Linked DNA regions of Gossypium hirsutum: region 1 is linked to region 2. Evidence: chromatin contacts called from public Hi-C data. All regions are on one chromosome and are shown on one strand. The core of a region is the stretch at or near the end of the contact, and the rest is flanking DNA. Distances in the headings are between cores, read along the strand shown.

Region 1 (4,836 bases), core at 1,020-3,519, 130 kb after region 2:
AGCATTAGATCAAAGCAGAACACAAGTGATCATCTCAATGACTAAAACTACAAGCCTTTTGGAAATTATAAATTTCCAGTTCTGTAATTCTAAAAGCGAAATTGTAGTTAATTTCAACGCAGTTTGTTGCCTTTATTACCACTGTGAACAGCCAAACCGGCCATGTTAGGAGTTGTAGCAGCAACAAACTGTAGATCAGACAAGGAATAAGACCGGCAAGGAGGCTTTGGTCGAGCAGTTAATGATGATGATGATGGTTTGATGATGGTAGTTGATTTTTTACACTGTGGATGCAGAGGTGGAAGGCAGTTAGACGGCGATGATGCCATTGATATTTTAGTTCCAATGTTTCCCAAAAGATTGTTGGGTTTCTTGTCCAATGAAGAACTGCGAGCTAATAAGTTCTTGCGTTTCCTATTGTAGGGATCTTCAGGCTTTGCAAAATCTTTAACAGAGGAAACAGCAGCCGCATCGGCTAAACTTGTAAAGGACTTTGATTTGCCATTATAAAACTTGGATATGCCTTTTCTGTAATCAAACAAAACCCGCAAAGAAAAAACAGATTGAAGAACCCATAAGAATAACTATGCAAGATCTTATTAAAAGACACCATTTTCTTGTTCTTCAAGCAATGGTTAGTAGGAGTAACTATTATCAAACCCACATTTCACTACTTTAATACGCTTTAAATGATTCATGACCTTTCATTAAAAGTTAAAGCCACTTCATCCTTTTTGAAGAAATTATCAAACAAAAACCTAGCTATTCCTCTAGATTTACTTGCAAATTTCAACGAGGAATCGAGTTTAAATCAAAACCCATAAAGAAAAAACAAGCCAATTTTTTTTTTTTTTGAATGTTAAAAGTGGTTTACCTCAAAGGCAAAATCTCCTGTAGAGCATCCATTGTATCCAAAGGTCCTTTAAGCTGGCTTTGTACTTCAGGTTCCGGTGAGTCATCATCATCCGATGGTGATCCACCGGAATCATCGCTGTTCCTTCCTATCGACGACGAACTGCAAGACCCCGACTCATCATCGTCTCTCTCTTCCTCCTCTTCCTCCGTCGAAAGCAACCGCAACCTATCATCTCTTTTCTCCTCCGGCGAATCATAGACGGAGATACACTGCATCCCGTGGATAAACCCCGAGCGTCTCATTGAACTACTATTTTCATTATTCCTATCATAGACAAGCGACATCGTTTAGGGAGATGAAAAGGGCAGAGAAAAGCAAGGGAACTTAAACCCAGTGGGTATTAATAATAATATCTGGTGAAGTGCACATGGGAGATGGCGATATTTCCGCCATTCTTGATAACACAGAGAGAGAAAATAAAAAAATAAAAACTAAAAGAAGTTACTTTAATTTTCTACAGAAAAAAAAAAGTTAAATAGTTAAGTACTCAAAACCGAATAAAAAAAAAACGAAATTCTTTTTATCGGAAATTGTTGAGAAAGAAAAAAATGAATAAAAAAGATTATCTGAAATTCTGGATAAAGATACTTTGATTTTGTAAGAATTAAGAAAGAAAGAAAGGAGGCAGGACTATGTTGTAGGCCAGGATACAATGACTCGCGTTTGTTCTAGATTTTTATTGACTTTTACCTGACGTGTTCGGTTATGATTCACACTTGATCACACGATGTTGAGATTTGTGTCGATAGTGATGATAACGTATTTTTGTCAGTTGAATGAGTGAGTATTTAATTTTAAGACAACAAAGAAATATATGAAAAAGGTTTTTGCCGTTGATTAGGGAAGACTTTCACGTTTTCTAATAAAATTTTGATATTTATAAATTTAAGAATTAATCATAATAAAACAAAACAGAGAAAATCAGGTGATAATTGAAATTACTGTTTTCTTTTATCCAAATATATTGCAAAAAAACAATTTATTTTGGATTTGTCTTTTCACTCTTTTATACGAAATATATTTGGTGACAGTCTGCAACAAAAGAAAACGTGGCAACCATGCGATCAACTAAAGGGACACGTGCCGGTCATACTTTGGTCTTGATTATTGAGATTTTTTGTGTTTGTTCATTGACAGTTATCTTCGAATTTCGAGTTTAATTAGAAAATTGAAAAAAAATATTTTAATAGGCCTATAGCCAATAGGCCCAATATAAAAAACTCTTCTTCGGCTTAAGCATTGGCCCAATTGAGCTTCAATGGATCTAAAGCTCTGGACATAAAGCCCAAGACTTTGGAACCCATTGTCTCGTTTCGCTAGGATGGAGCAGTGGGAGCCAGCGACCTCTAACAAAGCTGGGCTACATTTCCCACAAGCGACGCTGAAAACCCTAATTTTGCCGTTCCTTTGCATCTAGCATCGAAATCCCCCCAATATACCTAACAGTTCTAAGATCTTTTTTTCCCCATTTTCTTGTTTTCTTATTTCAGATTGCTTTCGTTTATCCATTTTTTGGTTGTCAATATCAATCGTTTCAATGCTCAGTGATCATCCAATGGTCTAATTAAGTTATTGAATGCTTGAGATTTATCTGGGGTTTTGGATCTTTTTCTGGTAAGATATTTTATCGTTTAGTTTGAGCTATGGATCGATTTGCTATGGTACCGTATTTGGATTTCTCGCCATCTCCATGAAGGGTAGGGAGTTCTATCAAGAACCCAACTTTGAATCTGGGGTTCCCAGTAGAAATTTTGGTCATTGCCAAGAAGAGAATTTTGAGTATCTAATTAGGCCTAGATATGGTGTGGGGTTACATATGACCCTTTTTTCATTCACAACTCGTGCCTCAAGGGTTCGACCCGCCTCCAAGCTCTTCGTTCCTCAGTATCATATTCAATCTCACGGAGGATCTCACCCGCCAGGCTATAAAGATGTAAAGGTAGTTCAAAAGCACGAGGCTTGGTTTGTTAAGGTTGTTTGCACTCTATTTCTTTATTCCCAACCTTTGAGTGATCGCTCTCTGGGTTATTTGAGCAAGCATTTGTCACCGTTAATTGAATTACAAGTTGTTAAATGGTTAAACGATCCAGCATTAGGGTTGAAGTTTTTCGAGTTCAGCAGAGTTAAATTTAATATTACTCATTCATTTTGGACTTATACTTTGCTTATGAGATCACTTTGTAATATGGGTCTACATGAGTCGGCTAAATTAGTTTTTGATTATGCGAGGATTGACAGGCATTTGCCTGATGATACTATTGTAGGATTCATAATTTCGTCTTTTGCGAGGGCAGGTGACTTTGGAATGGCAAAGAAGTTGCTTGCTGAGATTCAGTCCGATGAAGTGGGGATCGACATTTTTGCTCTAAACAATTTGTTGAATATGATGATTAAGCAAAATAAACTAGAAGAGGCAGTTAGCTTATACAAAGAGAATCTAGGATTGAACTTTAACCCAGATAATTGGACATTTAATATTCTAATTCTAGGCCTGTGCAAAGCTCGGCAGGTGGACAAGGCTTTTGAGTTTTTTAATGATATGTGGATTTTTGGTTGTTTTCCTGATATTCTTACCTATAACACCATTATAGGTGGGCTATGTAGGGCAAATGAGGTAGATAGAGGTCACGAGTTATTGAATGAAATTCGATTGAGAGATGATTGTTCACCAGATGTTGTGACTTATACATCAGTCATATCCGGTTACTGTAAGTTGGGTAAGATGGGGAAGGCTTCTGCTCTTCTTAATGAGATGATTAATTCAGGAACGGTGCCTAGTGCCGTCACTTTTAATGTTCTGATTGATGGCTTTGGCAAGGTTGGAGATATGCTTTCTGCTAAATCCATGTATGAGAAGATGGCTTCTTTTGGTTGCATTGCTGATGTTGTAACCTTTACTTCCTTGATTGACGGATACTGTCGCAATGGAGATGTGAACCGGAGTTTGCAGCTTTGGAATACAATGAAAGTGAGAAATATATCTCCAAATGTTTATACTTTTTCTATTATTATCAATGCTCTATGCAAGGAAAACAGACTGCATGAGGCTCGTGAACTTTTGAAGGAGTTGACATGTACAAATATTGTTCCGAAACCGTTTATCTTCAACCCTGTGATTGACGGGTTCTGCAAGTCTGGGAATTTGGACGAGGCCAATTTGATTGTAGTGGAAATGAAGGAGAAGAAATGTTATCCTGATAAAGTGACATATACTATTCTCATTATCGGGCATTGTATGAAAGGAAGAATGCTTGAAGCAATTGGCATTTTCGATAAAATGTTATCAGTTGGTTGTGTACCTGATGATTTCGCCGTGCATTCTTTGGTATCTTGCCTTTTCAAGGCTGGGATGCCTAATGAAGCCTCCCGTGTTTCAACAATATCATCTTTGGATAACAATATTCCTTTGAGGATAAACAGAGTTGTGCCTGTTGCTGCTTAAGAGAAAAGCTCCGCATCATTGAACTCAGTCTGGTCCAGAGATGTTGAAAAGGGCCTACAGCATGCATCAAGTATCCAATTAAGCATATCCAGCTTGAAGCACAAATGACCTTCCATTAAGTAAGTCTCTTTTTTGTTTTCTTTTGTTCATGTCATAAACTTTTTGATCATGCTGTTTAAAAAACGTACTTATAAATAATACAATTGAATGATTTTCTCTTTCTCCCAACCAAGTGACTTGTCTTAGCTAGCAAGTCGATTGATTCAGTTGCCCCAGTGTACCATAAGGTTAAAAATAACATTTATACTCATTATATGAGTTCTAATCCCTTTCTTCAATCATGCTCCAAACTATATAACTAGTAAATGCTATTTTTAATAGATAAAGGAGAAGAGTGATGTCAAGTTGCATTTATTTTCTTCAACGATTATTCTTAACACAAATTTTCTTTTCTATGAGTTTGCAGGATAACAAGTAA
Region 2 (4,824 bases), core at 1,123-3,622:
TGATGACATTTCGTAAAAAAATAGGAATCTTAACCGCAATCAAAGCTTCATGAATATAATCCCAACTCACTATATCGTAAGATTTCTCCAGGTCCAACTTAATGGCCATCCAATTTCTCCCCAACCGTTTGCTACATATAGAATGAATAACTTCCTGTACGAGAATAATATTATCTGAAATGCTCCTACCCACAATAAAACCCGCTTGTTCTTGAGATATCAACTTGGGAAAAATCTCCTTAAAACGGTTAGCGATTACTTTCATTATCAACTTATAAAGGACTGAACACAAACTGATAGGTCGGAACTGAGTGAAATCTTCAGGGCTATCTTTTTGGGGAATAAGAACAAGCAAAGTGTTGTTGAGCTCTTATTCAATCGGACATCCAGCAAAGACATCTTTAGCCCAAATGCACACATCTTCTCCAAGGGTATCCCACTAACTTTGGAAAAAATGAGTGTGAAACCCATCACTACCAGATGCTTTCAAAGGCGCCATGTCAAATAACGCTTTTTTAATCTCCTCATTCGTGACAGCCTTTTCCAAAAACTTAATCTCTGTAAAAGTGAGGTTAGGGAAATCAAAATTCGGTCTACTACTCAAAAAAGGAGAGGACTCACCATAAAGCTGTTCGAAAAATTCAACCGCCTTTGATTGTAAAACATCTTGGTCAGAACACCAATCCCCATTATCCAAACGTAGACAAGTAATACGATTGAATTTTCTTCTCAGTATCGTGCGACTGTGATAAAACTTTGTGTTACGATCCCCCAGTTGAAGCCAATCGCAACGAGTTTTTTGCCTCCACAACAGATCCTCATGCTCCAACACATTTTCTAACTCATCACGAATATCCATCTCTTTTTTAGCTAAATGACTAGAGGGGAAATGTTCAAATGCCTTTTGGATGTTGCACAGTTCTCTCTTGAGAAGCCGTTTATGAGTGCCCAAAAAACCATACACATTCTTGTTCCAAATTTTAACAAAAGAAGTGAACTCACTCAAAGAAACAGCCATATTACCTGATAAATTCCACTTTTCTTTAACAAAGTTGGGAAAAGTGTTATGCAACGTCCACCCAGCAAGAAATCTAAACAGTCTTCCACTATCCACCTTAAACTCAAGATTAGTAGATAATAAAAGAGGTCGGTGATCGGACTTAATACGGGTAAAGCCCGGTCCAATCTAACAAAAGTATTTCCCTTTTGCCAAGTGAAGGGAGGCCCACAAAATCCTATGTCCTGCAATTCACAAGAGTCAAATTTTCCAAAAGAAACACATCGCTTACCAATAGTGTAAGGGCTCTTCTTATCCTCAGGAGACAAGATGGCATTGAAATCTCCCATAATTAGCCAAGGAATAGGCTGGGTTGGGGAGAAAGCTTTTAATCCTTCCCATAGAGATATTCGCTTCGATCTATCTGGACTTCCATACACAAAAAATATGAGAAACTATTTATTAGGAATAAAATTATCAACACCTAAAGAAATAAATTGCGGGTGATTTTTAATAATACGAATTCGAAGCGAATCCTTCCAAAGCACTAAAATACCCCCTGAAAAACCAACAGAATCCACCCAGTGAGAAAAATTAAACCCTAATTGTTCAATAATAAAATTAGCTTTTTGACCGCTCACTCTAGGTTCCACCAAACAAACTATATCAGGATTGTGTTCAACTTTATATTCCCGAAAGGCCCGAATAAATTTCCTGTTAACATACCCTTGACAATTCCATAAGAAAATTTTGAGATTTAAATCCATTAAAAAAAGAAAAGTAAGAAGCACAAATAAAATTCCAAAAATAATTTCAAAATAAACAAACTGCATAAAAGAAACAAAAGTCTCTTACTGTTCGGGGTTACTTACACCCCCAAGGTTATTATCAGCTTTGGTGAATGCTCCAAAATCCAAGTTTTCTTTCAAGAAAATTGCAATATTTTCAGCAAGCTGTTCCATGGATGTTTTTAACGATACTTTCTGAGAGCCTGAGTTTTTAAACCGGGTGTTACTGCCGTGAAGAGTTTTGCTATGCTTGTTGAGGTTATATGTTCTTTTAATTTTGCCTTTTTTTCCAAAGTCAGTAGCCTCCTCCTAGGGCAAAATCGAAAGAAAGTTTGTATGAGATGCACTTCTCCGGTGGGTTTCACTTTTATTTTCTAAAAATGTAACCACCGAATGTTTATCGGAGTCCAGATTCCCTACAGCCACCGTCACCACTTTGGGCTCATTTCCTTTCAAATTTCTAATAGGAGGGAGAGGGATCGAAGTTTCGCCTAGGTCTTTGTGCGAATTACTGTCGATAGAAGTGCTGAAAGCAGCTTCCACAGCAATAGGCCGCCCGTCGATTTCAGTAACAGCAAGGTAAGTCTGGGCTATTCCCTCCCGTCTGATCTGCTCTAACTGCTCTCGGGCCGTAGAAACACTCAGGTCCAAATCCGTGTTGGGTTCTTTTGAAATTTGTAAATAGGTATTTTGAACCGGGCTCGGTCTCAAAACAAGCCCAGTATTATTTTTATTACTCAGCCCAGGGTTCATACTAGAACCCACTCCCAGAGACTTGTTTGATTTGGCCTTGGCTGCCATTAAATTAGATTGACCATTGGGATTAGCCTCGGATTTATGACCCTGATTATTTTCATTAATGATCTCTTTCCCTTTAGAGTTTCGAACAGCACTAATGTCTCCCTCATTATTTTCTTTCATAAAATTGCTATTATTATGCCCAGTAATGCAGGAACCTTCCTTATCTTTCCCATAAAATCTGGCAGTCTTCTGGCCGTTATCCCTTGCTCTCCGTCTTAATTTCCTACAATCATCCATGGCCCGTAACTCTCGTCTTTCTTCTCCGATTCTTCTCTAGCTGATTTTGAATTTTCCGAACTCACCTCCGGCGACTTATTACCCTTCTCAGTCGATGACTCAACATTTCTAAAAGGACACATATTATCTACATGGCCATATCTCCCACAATTAAAGCAGATGGTTGATAATGACTCGTACTCCACCTTCTGCGTTCGGCCATTGATCAGAACTTGAGGAACCAGAGGTTTGTCCAGATTGACGTAAACTACCATTCTAGCAAAGCGACCCGGTGACCTACTATCTGTGTTCATGTCTAGTTTAACCACTTTCCCGACTAACTCTGTAACACCTCCTAACCCCAAACCGTTACCGGAACGAGGTTATGAGGCATTACCGGACATATCAGACAACTTACTAATAATTTACAATTAATATAACTTTTATGGTATAATATAATAATTGAGTCCCTATCTTGAACTCTCAAAGTTCAAGCACGTGTTAAAAGTAGAACGGAACTTGTTCGAATATTCTAAATTTTTTTTTTATAAAAATTTTGGTCTGCTTATTTTTACCTAAAACCTTCTGCAAATTCAAACTAAAACAACCAGCACCAATTTTTCACATTCATATAACTAATATTTATATCATTAACATAATTTCAACTTAATAACTATCATAGCATCATTCAAAATTGATTAAAAACTTCATTCATTTAACAACTTAATGTTCATGTATCAAAATATCATATACTTTTCTTACCATTTCATTTAACCATCTAAATCTTATAATTCAACCTTCACTACCCAAAGTAATATGCATATTCAAGTGACTATATAACACCTATGTACATGCCACCTTTACCCAAAAGAAAAATATACATCACCAAATTTGTGTTGGAGTCGGGAATGTTCTGGATGCTGAACCGGGACACTTGACTTCTACTAACCTGCGCACGGAAACAACCGTACGCTGAGTATGGATATACTCAGTGATATTACCATAATTCAAATTATATCAACAATAGTAAAAACATAAATATTAAAATACCTAACAATTAATGTCATATGTACTAATTCATAAATCAATGTATTTTCTCAAACTTAAATTTATATCACTTATGAATATACATTTCATACTTTTCTCTTATTATCACAATTCCAATTTCAATTCGTAATTCAATTTATTTTTCTCGTTTCAATGCCTCAAATTCACATTTCAATTTTTCACCATATTAACGTAACTCGGACTTTGGCGGATACACGGATCCAACCAAACACACCAATATGGCACCCAGTGCCTCATCGGATAGTTCGAAGTAATAGTTGACACCCAGTGTCTCATCGGCCTAGCCGAAGTAAAGTTGGTACCCAGTACCTCATCGAATCTATCCGAAGAAATATAGTGACACCCAGTGTCTCATCGACTCGAGGTCGAAGTATCCCTCAACACTTCCAATCCTATGGCATGCCAACTATATCCGACTCAGCCCGACTAGCTAATAGGGTATTCAGTTCACTTTCTCAATCCTATATCACTTTCAATTCACAATTCAAATCACCAATCATTTTTCAATCAATACGCTTTTCAAATAATTACATCTTCCATAATTCACTTATTCAATTCAATTTGATTCAATTTGCATCACTTTCATTTTCACTCAATATTCATATCAATTTCACATACTTACCTCAAGTCTTACTTACCATACATAACAATAAAAAAATTCAGCAATCAATAATAATTAAAATTCGAATTATAGTAATACACACCGTAATTCTCCCGTTTTAGTACTCGATGACTTTCTCCTTTCCTTTCGATGCTGATGCTTCAGGTTCTTTGTTGGCTACGAAAATAATAATTTATAATCATCAATACAACATGATTCAATTTAATTCATGAGCCTAAACATGCAAATTTAACCATTTTTAATGTATATATACAATTTCACCATTAAGCTGTCTACTTGAGTCATTGTTACTAAATTATTTATATCTTGAGCTACGAAACTCCAAATTAATA

Evidence for each region. A called contact is a pair of places that touch in the nucleus more often than the background predicts.
Region 1: a contact with region 2 is called in a Hi-C map of leaf, with 1.7 times the contacts expected there. The contact joins the promoter of LOC107958836 here to the enhancer-like site in region 2. A contact is called at or near these places in 3 of 34 Hi-C or Micro-C datasets (all in leaf).

The regions. Positions count from the first base shown.
Region 1 is chrA05:3,510,774-3,515,609 of Gossypium_hirsutum_v2.1, forward strand. It overlaps LOC107958836 (pentatricopeptide repeat-containing protein At2g06000), which reads left to right and starts at 2,270. Exons shown (of 3, transcript XM_016894733.2): 1 at 2,270-4,477; 2 at 4,825-4,832. The coding sequence starts at 2,607. The coding sequence ends at 4,358. LOC107958835 reads right to left here and starts at 1,565. Exons shown (of 2, transcript XM_016894731.2): 1 at 875-1,565; 2 at 1-528. The coding sequence starts at 1,200. The coding sequence ends at 114.
Region 2 is chrA05:3,382,884-3,387,707 of Gossypium_hirsutum_v2.1, forward strand. No RefSeq gene overlaps it. Among protein-coding and RNA genes, the nearest start is that of LOC107958776, 6.7 kb to the left of the region's middle. Within about 2 kb of position 2,373, at least 9 of the 9 cell types and tissues checked have an H3K27ac peak or open chromatin away from gene starts, as enhancers often do. A contact at or near this core is called in leaf, where this site is marked.